Linked DNA regions of Mus musculus: regions 1 and 3 are each linked to region 2. A link is a contact called in public promoter capture Hi-C data. All regions are on one chromosome and are shown on one strand. Each heading gives the region's core, a stretch centred on a gene start, on an enhancer-like site or on the middle of the called end of the contact. The rest is flanking DNA. Distances are from core to core; before and after follow the strand shown.

Region 1 (3,102 bases), core at 560-3,059, 890 kb before region 2:
TTCACTTTAACCTCACACAGATCGGAAGAGCCAAGCATCCACTTCCTCTTCCATTCACCTCAGTACTACCCAAGAGTAGATTTTTGAACCACAGGGAAGGAAGAGCCTTTGAAGTCACACGAGTCTAACCATCAAGGGTGGCTTCAAACTCAGACTTTCTGTTTCCAGTTGAAGCCTGACTGAAGAACTCTCACCCAGCAACGGCTCATTTTGAACATTTTAGGAACACGGTGCATTTCTTCTTTATAACAGTCTCTCTCACGTCGAAGTCCTCATAATTGTCCTTTCACAGACTAGAAAGCCGGGGATTAGATATGTTCACTTCACCCAGACTACCCAGTGGTAGACTAACACTGGGATCCAGAACTTTCTTACTCAAATCCCCAGTTCTCATACACATCCAGGAAAGGTAAGTTTTCTCTTCCCTTGTGGAATGTGAAGGTAACTGTACCTTCTTCCACTTTAAGACCACAAGTGAATAAATTGCTGTCATTATTTCATTATAGTTTTAGCTTTGGGTTTGTTTACTATTGCTGTCATTGTTGTTGTTTTGTTTTGTTTTCCCAGATTATCGGGGAGGTGGGGTGGAAACCTTAAGTGTCTCAATCAAAGCCAGGCCAGGTTCCTTTTCTTCACAATGCATTTCTGCTAGACTTTAGAAGCCAAAGTTTGTCTGACCAGCTGCTTCTGATCCGGTTTCCACAAGTCTCGATGGAGCGAAACAGGCAGCAATTTACTGTAAATGTGTTTGGGATTGGCTGAAAGCTAGGAAGCACTAAAGGATTCGCCTTTATTTGGCAACCACAGAAGTGTCCTCTAACCTTCAAACCCTGGATGGAGGGAGACCGACAAAGCATTCCTTGCTGGCTCCTGCTTTGAACACACTGGACTCTTGAAGGAATTTTGGGCAGAACAGCTTCTAGAAGGTCCTTTCACCTGCTTCTCAAGCTACATTGAGAACCCCCCCTATCCCAGTCCCAGTTCTCCAACCAAAGCCCAAGTCTACAGACTTCATCTATTTCTCCACGGCAGGAATTGGAGAACAGCAAGATTTTTGAGAACTGCCACGTCCTGCCCTCAGGCGGACACCCTGACCTTGTGAAGTTCAAGTGAGGAGTCTGCTCGAGGGGGAGGTCTTTCACTGACAAGCAAGCTGAGGGCCTGAGACTGAGTGCCCGAGGGCTTGCATCCAGGACTGGTTACATAAGAGAACTTCCAAGAGAGGACAGAACATAGTTTTCAACAAATAAATAAGGCAAAAAGGCTGCACTCACCAGTGCCACAGCTGGGAAGCAACTGTGAGCAATGAATTTCTCATGCTAACAAATCCAAACTCTTCGGAAAACAGATGATGAACCCAGGGCCTGGCACTGGGACTCCTGGCAGAAGCTGCAAAGCTTCAGAGATGGAAGGGTATCTAGAGACGACGAGTTCACAAACACAGCTGAGGGCCAGCAACCTGCTTTCCTGCCCTGCCTGGCCTGGCCTGCCTGGGTGGGTCCCGTCCGTACAGGGTTTCTCCAGGAGGACCGCAGACGAAACACACCTTCATCTGCAGCCCACACACTCGAGAGAGAGAAATAATTAAACAGTTTTTCTTAACCTTCTGACCTCTTCATTTATTATCGCCATCCATTATGTGTACCTTCTCGAATCACAGAATCCCCAAACTGAGCTCTGGGGTCAAGGGTTTATTGTTTAATGGAGATAGAACATTTTGTAAATTGCACGGAGTCACAATGTTTATAATAGACGCTTCTGGTGTACTGAACCTCCCCATTTAACAAACAGTGAGCCTTGACATGTGTTCTTCCTACAGAGCAAAAATCCGGGGTAAGTGCAGTATTGGCATGAATGTGTTACCAAATCCTTCCTGTAAACCCAGTGACATCTGCAGTCAAATAAAAACATTCCTTTCCCCAAATACCAGGAAATGCTGAGAGGATCACTCATCTTCTAAGGTCATGCTTAAATGAAGTTCTGGCTTTGAGAACACACAGCGAGGATGAAGAGGGCCAAGAATTCTGTCCAGTACACATCGGCTGCTACAAGCCTTTGGGGACAACCTCTTGTTTCAACTATGAGCCCGTGTATGGAGAAGCTTTTCCTCGAGTTTAACCTTTGAATGAAAAATGTCAATATTTTAAGAAATGTCCCCACATTAAAAAAAAAATCCCTGTTGTCTTTAAAACAAAACAAAACAAAACAAAACAGAATTTGTCCTTTCAAGTCAGAAATGGATTTGCTTGAAATAAAGCAAACATCCACAAAAAGGTACCCCACCAAAATTACTCATGTATAAAATCCCTACAATTGAGCAAATATCAATATTTTTTAGTAAAGAAACTTCCTCAAAGGTTGGGAAAGTTGTGAAGAATCCTAAGAAGGACTGTGTTAGTCTAACAACTTAACCCTTTGTGTCAGAGAGAAAAAAGAACCGTCCATGTGCGTATTCTGTTCTTTGGGGAACTTTGTTTCGTGATGGTTACGTGCTACCATATGCAATAAAAATGTGACTGATGCAAACATTACAAAGAGTGACTTGCCATGAATTATTTGCATAACTTCTATCTCACAATTAAATAATTGGTTCATGGTCCAGGTTGTACTTAAAACTCTCAAAGGGGGGAAAAAAAAAGAAAGAAAGAAAAGAAAAGAAAGAAACCCACAGTTTTTACATTTTACATGTTTACTGCCTCGGGAAGATTTTCCAAAACAACCCTTAACCATAGTCATTCAGGCTTTTCTCACCTTCCTGAGTTTGAAAGAATCTTGTAGTAGTTAATGCTAGTTTAACACACTCCCTGGGTTGCTTTGATTGCAGCAAGTCGGGCCATATTTGATTAGCCAGCAGGTGTCACTGTGGGTTTGGGTGGCAACCCGACTGACCACAAAAAGAATGATGAGGAAGACAGGGAAAGAAATGAAATGTGAAAAGCAGGTTCTGAGAGGAAAAGCACAAGGCACTTATAAAATCTGTGGCCCCTCTCTTCAGCCTATCAAGAATTCTGTACCACTCTCATGCTGAGAGCCCCAGAAACATAATTCACATACATAAAGGAAGTGGATGCCTTCCATTACTGAAGTCAGCTTCAGTGTATA
Region 2 (3,422 bases), core at 360-2,859:
GGGGGGGGGCGGGGACTCTATAAAGCTGTCCTGCTTCTTTGATAATAATAATTTAAAAAAAAATCAAAAGTCAAACACTGACTCCGGGACTAGTGTTTCCTAAATAGAGCAAACTATTCATCAAGTTATGCGGATACCTCCCCTAGGTGGTTAATAATGAACTTTAAAAACTTCACACACTCGGTTGTGATGGAAACATTGGCAAAACATTGTGCCTCCCCACAAGCCCTTTCACTACCCTAAGAGATGGGAGGTGTTGTCACACTGACAGGACCTACACGAGACAGACATGAAATCCGAGGAGCAGGGTAGAAGAAAGGATTGGAAATCCAGATGCTAGTGTGGGAGCTGAAAGGTGGAGGAATAAGGCCTTGGACACTTTACCTTTAAAACTGTGCTAGCTAGAGCAGGGCAGACCCACGTTTGCTTTTCCAGCTCTCGTTTATAAATGCTCCCAAGTCTCTGGAAAACAAATTCGAAGGCTCGGTGTTTCTTCTGAAACAGGCTGGATTTTGGCCAGTCCCTTTGTGACCGTTCGCATTAGAAGATGCAGAAATGTCTAGGCTTTAGGGTATTTTTAGTCAACCCTTCTTTTGGGTAATTGACCCATGCAAGCATTTTATAGTAGGCGACCTAGAGCTTCCAGCGACAAATCCCGGCCCAGCCTCTGGCCCCGCCCTCTGCAGGCACAGGTGAAAGCCGCGTCCCCCAAACTCCGTGGTGCTGACAGGTGGTCTCGCCACGCCTCCCCGTCGCCCAGGGCGCCTGGGGCCACAGCTCCAGGCCACAAGCCACAGCCGCGCGCCAAGCATAGCTTGAGATCAGGCTCCCGAAGTCCGCCTCCTCCTCTCGGGAAAGCGAGGCCTGAGGCGGGTATGGAGGACTGCAAAAATAAAGGGCATCCAGCGCCGGACTTGGGCTGAGGGTGATCGACCAGGCTCTGCTTGCTTCTCCTAGACAAGGGCCTCGTGGAGCACCGCGGCCAGACACATCTAGCCCTGCGCGTTGTGCCCTTCGCCGCCCTCTGCTACTTCATGCGTCCCAGACCCCAGGAATCCGTCCAAGCCCCCAGAGACAGTGACTCCGGGTGTTTACGGTCTACACCAGTCAGTCACCCACGGGACCAGTCAGCCACCCACAGGTCCCAGGCCAAAGGGTCACTGGACCTGGGGAGCCACATTCCCAAGGGCGAGCGGCGGGTGGCAGCACCGTTCTCGCTCCAGTCCAGCTCCGTTGGGATTCACTCCTGTCCCAGCTCCGGAGGCTCCGGTGCCCTGGCCGTTGTAGAACACGCGGGTGGCAGCCGAGAGGAATTCACCCGGACCCCTCCCCTTCCCCAAACTTCTGTGTTTCTCTACGCAGATCTTCCAATCTGCGCTCTTCCGCTCCTCCCACTTGGCTCCCTCCTCCTCTATGGCCCGGGCTTAGGAATCCGTCCCTCCCCCCAACCCGCCGCCCGCCGGGCCCGGGGATCCTCCCCCCCTCCCCCGACTCCCCCGCGTGCCGCCGCCGCCGCCCGGGTTCCTCTCCCCCCGCTCGGGCGCTCCCTGCCAAGCCCATGATGTAATGGTGTATGTTAATCAGTAGCATGTGGGGAGCTCCGGGCGGCTCAGTCCTTCGCGAGCCGACACTGGAGGCAGCAGTGGCGGCAGCGATAGCGCCCCGAACCCGCAGCGCTGCCCTCTCCGCGCGCCGCCAGCCCCGACGGCATGGCCCGCAGCCCGCGCTCCGAGCGCCCCCAACCCCACTGATTGCTGCTACGGCCCCGGACCCGCGCGCAGGGCCCCGAGCCGCAGGGATGAGCTGCGTGGAGGTGAGCGTCCCTTCTGCTGTCCCGGGCGAGGCACCCAGTGGTTCCTCCGACCCTTTCCCGGGGGCTTCGCTCTTCTACCCAGAAGTTCTGGGTGTCAGATGCTGGAAGCGAGCGGCCCCCAGAGGGTCCGGCGCTTAGTCTCTGCTCGCCTCGCCACGGGAGCTGAGATGGGACGATAGAGCCCCTAAACCTAACTTTTCTTCTTTGAGGTCCTTGGGGGGCGTGTGCGGAAGGGAGGAATCTGCATTTCCCTCGGGGTCCGCCCTGCCGCCTGGGAAAGCCGTGATACGGGCTCCCGCGGTCCCTGCGTAAGGCGTGCGCCCCCAACCGCATCGCCTTGGGCCTGGGACCGGAGGGCGAGGACACTCCGGCCCGCAGGCGGCGGCGGGGACCGGGGGCAGGATGCCTAAATCACACGCGCGCGCACACACATCTGATGGTCGTGGGTCAAGCAGGCCCAGGGAAACCTCCCGGGTGGGCTGGCGCGGCGCTGGGGAGTGAGGGCTCTGACTGAGCCGCGCCGAGCTTTGGATAGGGAGAGTTTATTTTTGTCTCGAGCTGTCGCTGCGGCTGCTCACGGCCTAAATCCAGAGGGGAGCCTGGCGGCGGAGATGCTGGCTGTTGCTGTAGATGGAGCTGCAGCCGTACGGCTGCTTCTCCGGGAGGAGGAGGAGGAGGGAGGAGGGAGGGAAGGAATAGGAGGGAAGGAATAGGAGGAGGAGGGAGGAGGAGGAGGAGGGGGAGGAGGAGGAGGAGGAGGAGGAGGAGGAGGAGGAGGAGGAGGAGGAGGAGGAGGAGGCTGGAACCCTGGTTGCCTCTGACACCGCCTCTGCTTTGCATTAGCCCCCACCCCACCCCCGCGCCCCTTCACAGCCGCATTGCAAGTTTTCAGCGCGGGGAGGATCTGTTGCTGGTGCTGGCGTTCGCAGACACAGCCCCAGAGGCCACTCCGGGTGGGGTGTGCAGGGAGCACTTGCGGGTCACAGCCGCAGCAACAGGAAGCCGCGGGGTCTCCTCCCGCACCTGGGAAGGAAGTGTGCAATAGCTCAGCTCGCGCATCCGAGTGTGGAGAGGCCGGCTGGAATTTAGGGGACTTCCCTTCGCGGGACACCCCTTCCCCCAGCCTTGGCTTCCACACACCCCCTACCGAGCTCCCTCTCACTCCCGGATCCCCCTAGACGCTCCAGTCCGCGTGCCGAGGTCTCACTGCAGCTTTTTCTGTCCTTTCAGTAGTGATTGCCGCTTGGGAATGCGGGTGTGAAGGGTCCGAGCTGCCGCCCAGCGGGGAGGAGACCCCAGGACGCCGGAAATCACCATCCTGAAGCTACGAGAAAAGGGGAAGGAGCGATCTTCATTCAGTTTTGTGCCTTGCGAGGGATTTACATTTTTAATCGCTATTTTTTTTTTTTAAAATATCTCCGCGCTACTGTCTGTCATCGTCTCTGGAGAATCAACCAGAACCACCAGAACGTAACTGAACCGATAGAGAGAGGAGAGCAAGGCAGGAGCAGAGTCAGTACCTGCAGCGCCCGGGCACCGGAGACCTTGGAACCAGAACGTGTCTCGGGAGGCCACGGGGCTGCGGCTCCGCCAAACTTTGGGGCGGGCA
Region 3 (3,559 bases), core at 115-2,614, 540 kb after region 2:
AACCAAAACAAGAGGGCCTGCTCATGGTCAGTCGGTCTCAGCTCCAAAGGAGGCTGGTGGGAGCTATGTGAAACCTTGTTTTAATCCTCTCCCCACCAAAAGAAAAAAAGGAAAAGAGAGAAAGTGTCAAACACAACTACTAGAGAAAGAGTTTAAGCAAAACTTGTTAACACGGTTGTCTTAGACAGGGTGTCAATTGCTGCAACAAAACACCATGACCTAAAAGCAAGTTGGGGAGGAAAGGGCTTATTCAGCTCACACTTCCACTTTGCTATTCATCATCAAAGGAAGTCAGGACTGGAACTCAAGCAAGGCTGGAACCTGGAGGCAGGAGCTGGTGCTGAGGCCACAGAGTGACCCTTCTTACTGGCTTGCTTCACTTTCTTACAGAACCAAGGATTGCAGCCCAGGGATGGCTGCCACCCACAAGATGCTGGGCCCTTCCCCATTAATCATTAACTGAGAAAATGCCTTACAGCTGGACCTCATGTCGTCATTTCCTCAACTGAGGTCCTTCTTCTCTAATGGCTTGTGTCATGGTGATGGTCAAGTGGACCTCTCAGGTCAGCTCCCCTGCCTGTGCACTCATCTTAAGATTCTCCGTCTAATACTTACAGCAGGTTAGAGAGAAATGACAGCGTCTTCAGGAAAAGCAGAATCCACTGACACTTGTGGGCTATTTTGGGAGGTTACTAGCATACAGGTCGGGTAGAGTCTCATCTCTAATACGCTGTCAATGCTTTAGGATAATCTACATTTTTCATGCCAATTTTTTCCAAAGGTTTTTTTTCTTGTTGTTTATGTGTATGTCTATTTCTGTGTTGGGGTGGATGCATACTGGTGTCCAGTAGAGGGTGTCGGACCTCTTGACGCTGGAGCTACAAGGAGTTTGTGACCTGCCCTACGTGGGATGCTGGGAAGCTAACTCTGCAAACAAGTGCTCCTTCCTAACTGTTGAGCCATCTCACCTAGGCCATTTTTAAATTTTTTCGGGACAGTCTCGTCCCAGGCCATTCTCGAGCTGGTATGCAGCCACGGAGGACCTTGAACTCTTGATCCCACTTACCTGAAGCAGTTTCTGGATCCACAACAATGTCGCAACACAGAAAACTCCACCGATCCGCAGAAGGAACTCCCGGACCGACCCTTCACGGAACTGAAATTTCCCGCTGCCAGCCGCTGATTGGAGGGACTTTTGCCAACACTTCCGGAAGCTCCCGCCCCTTCCCCTCGAACGAGGCTTGCGATAGGTTGGTTCTGTGCGACATTTAAATTGTTTGGAAGGCAAAGGGTTGGGAGCGGGAGGGCGAGGGGGAGGAGGGAGGCGGTAAACCCGCTAGGCGTGGCAGCGACACACTATAAACTCAGTGGGGCGGGCCGCACTTGTTGGCTCTTCAGGCCGGTTTTCTTCTTTCCTTTTAAACGTGTTTGTTTGTTTGTTTGTTTGTTTTGGTTTTTAAGACAAGGTCTCACTATGTCTGGGAACTCACTATGTAGACAAGGCTGGCCTCGAACTCACCGAGATGCTCCTGCCTGTCACTGAGTGCTGCTGGGATTACGGGCTGAGCATCCACGCTAAAAAAAGGCAAAGGTTTTAAGTTAAACGAGATCATTTATTCCATTTCTCCTTCTTTTCTAAGGCAAAATTAACGTCTGCCTTAGAAATCAACTGAGATTTCTAACAGACACATAAACGAAGGCACACATCCCATGAGATATCAAGAAAACAAAAACGCCTGGGCCAGGACAGCTGTGCTGACCATGTGTTTGTAGACTGATCGGTATCCAGTAGACACCGGGAAGATAAATTAGGAAAGAGTTTGTAAGTTTGGCTTTTGCTTTTTCCCTGCCAACATCTTGGGAAAGAGGACCAGCTGCCTGCAGCTCTATAGCAGCACTGAGACCTCTGGGACATACAAAGAGAAAGATGAAGATAGGTAACTGACATAATATTCATGGTTATGTTAGATCTGATGGGGGAAAGAAACACCAATTTCGCGAGTGGCTGATTAAAGCAAGCTATATCTGATTAAAGCAAACTGGCCAGCCAGCTGCGGTCTCCCAAAGTGGAGATTTCAGAGAGCAGCCCCTCACTGGCTTTTGAGGTTCTTTTTATGGGAATGGGTCAGGGTTGCTAAAAAAAAAAAAAAAAAAAAAAAAAAAAGAGCCGTTGGAGATAACTGACTCTTAGTGCCTTTAGCATCTGGGCCAGCGGGAGAGTGAGCCACTCGGGGTTCAAGGCTACCTATGGGGTAGATAAATGCAAGAACACAGCATGTGGAAGGGGAGTCATCACAGGTGTTCAGGAACTTAACAAGGCAAAGGGGTGGGCGTACATCATGGGGTCACAAGTTCAGCATAGGTTGAAAAACATGGTTTGCAGGAAACAAACCTGTTCTTGTAAGGTGTTAAAAGACACCTTAAGACGTAGTAACAGTGTGTGACAATGTGGTTCCTGTTTGGGTTTCACTGTTGTTTTAAAATAGCTGAGACTGGGGGCTGGAGAGTTGCTTGGCAGTTGAGAGCACTTTCTTGCCCTGGCAGAAAACCCAGGCACCCACGTGGTGGCTCACAACTCTCTGTAACTCCAGTTCTAAAAGATCCATCACATTCTGACCTCTGTGGGCAAAACACTCATAGGCAGAAAACAAAATAAATCTTAACCCACCACCACCACCCAGGGACCCAAAACTGAGTCTCTATTGGCCTCGGCTACTTGAGGGGAGTGAATCGGGAGGAGTGGGTGGCACCGATCCCGGGCGGCGGCCGTGCTTCACAGGTTTGTAGGTGATGGAGAACTCGCCCAGGTAGTGGCCTATCATCTCTGGTTTGAGCTCCACCTAGTTGAAGGTCTTGCCATTGTACACGCCCACCATGCTGCCCACCATTTTGGGCAGGATGATCATGTCCCCTCAGGTTTGTCTTCACCACCTCGGGCTTCTCCATAGGTGGCGCCTCCTTCTTGGCCTTTCTCAAGGGCTTGAGCAGTTAGTTCTGCTTCCGCCGCAGGCCAAGGTTCAGGCGCCGCCTCTGGCGGGTGCTGTACAACTGCATCAGCTGCTCATAGGTCATATCGAGGTCCACGCCACCGCCACCGTAGGTGAACTTGCAGAAGGTCCACTTCTTCTGCTGCTCCACTTCGGCCATCTCGGCAGTTACTCCGAAAAACCAAAATAAACCTTAAAACATTCAATAAGTAAGCTTAAAAAAAGGAAAATGCGGAGACTATACTGTATATGAATTTAATCCCATCAGTCTGGAGTTTGTGGTCTACGCCAGCCTGCTAGACAGAGAGTTCGGGACAGTGAGATCCTATCTCAATCAAAACAAAACTGTTAGGAACGCAAGTGGAAACATTTTGTGTAACTTAAAATCCATCTGTGTGACTTGGAATATAATACCTGTAAGATAGGAACTTGGCAGAGGAAGCTCTGATCTGAGCTCCTCCTCAGGACCAAGCTCCATGTGTCAGTAGACCCAGAGGTGTGGTTTCAGACCCCAGGACAAGGGGCTGAGGTGCATATTTTACTTGTCAGGTGGACCTGGCCTCCGGGTTCCC

The links. Promoter capture Hi-C pulls out the DNA fragments that hold promoters and counts their contacts.
Region 1: a contact with region 2 is called in a promoter capture Hi-C map of liver, with 2.1 times the contacts expected there. The contact joins the enhancer-like site here to the promoter of Samd4 in region 2. A contact is called at or near these places in 5 of 39 promoter capture datasets (the 3T3-L1 cell line, hippocampal neurons and liver), 1 of 484 Hi-C or Micro-C datasets (muscle stem cells), 2 of 115 datasets of contacts at active chromatin or transcription factors (neural tube and pancreatic cancer cells) and 1 of 9 other capture datasets (adipose tissue).
Region 3: a contact with region 2 is called in a promoter capture Hi-C map of pre-B cells, with 4 times the contacts expected there. The contact joins the promoter of Dlgap5 here to the promoter of Samd4 in region 2. A contact is called at or near these places in 5 of 39 promoter capture datasets (the 3T3-L1 cell line, cranial neural crest, liver and 2 more), 1 of 484 Hi-C or Micro-C datasets (embryonic stem cells), 2 of 115 datasets of contacts at active chromatin or transcription factors (large pre-B cells and pancreatic cancer cells) and 1 of 9 other capture datasets (adipose tissue).

Annotation. Positions count from the first base shown.
Region 1 is chr14:45,991,007-45,994,108 of GRCm38.p6, forward strand. No RefSeq gene overlaps it. Among named protein-coding and RNA genes, the nearest start is that of Gm34499, 230 kb to the right of the region's middle. Within about 2 kb of position 1,810, at least 18 of the 459 cell types and tissues checked have an H3K27ac peak or open chromatin away from gene starts, as enhancers often do. A contact at or near this core is called in adipose tissue, liver and muscle stem cells, where this site is marked.
Region 2 is chr14:46,881,356-46,884,777 of GRCm38.p6, forward strand. It overlaps Samd4 (sterile alpha motif domain containing 4), which reads left to right and starts at 1,610. Exons shown (of 13, transcript NM_001037221.2): 1 at 1,610-1,813; 2 at 3,044-3,422. Gm34934 (a long non-coding RNA gene) reads right to left here and starts at 1,444. Exons shown (of 2, transcript XR_383407.3): 1 at 385-1,444.
Region 3 is chr14:47,417,043-47,420,601 of GRCm38.p6, forward strand. Dlgap5 (DLG associated protein 5) reads right to left here and starts at 1,365. Exons shown (of 19, transcript NM_144553.2): 1 at 1,067-1,365. It also overlaps the pseudogene Gm8353.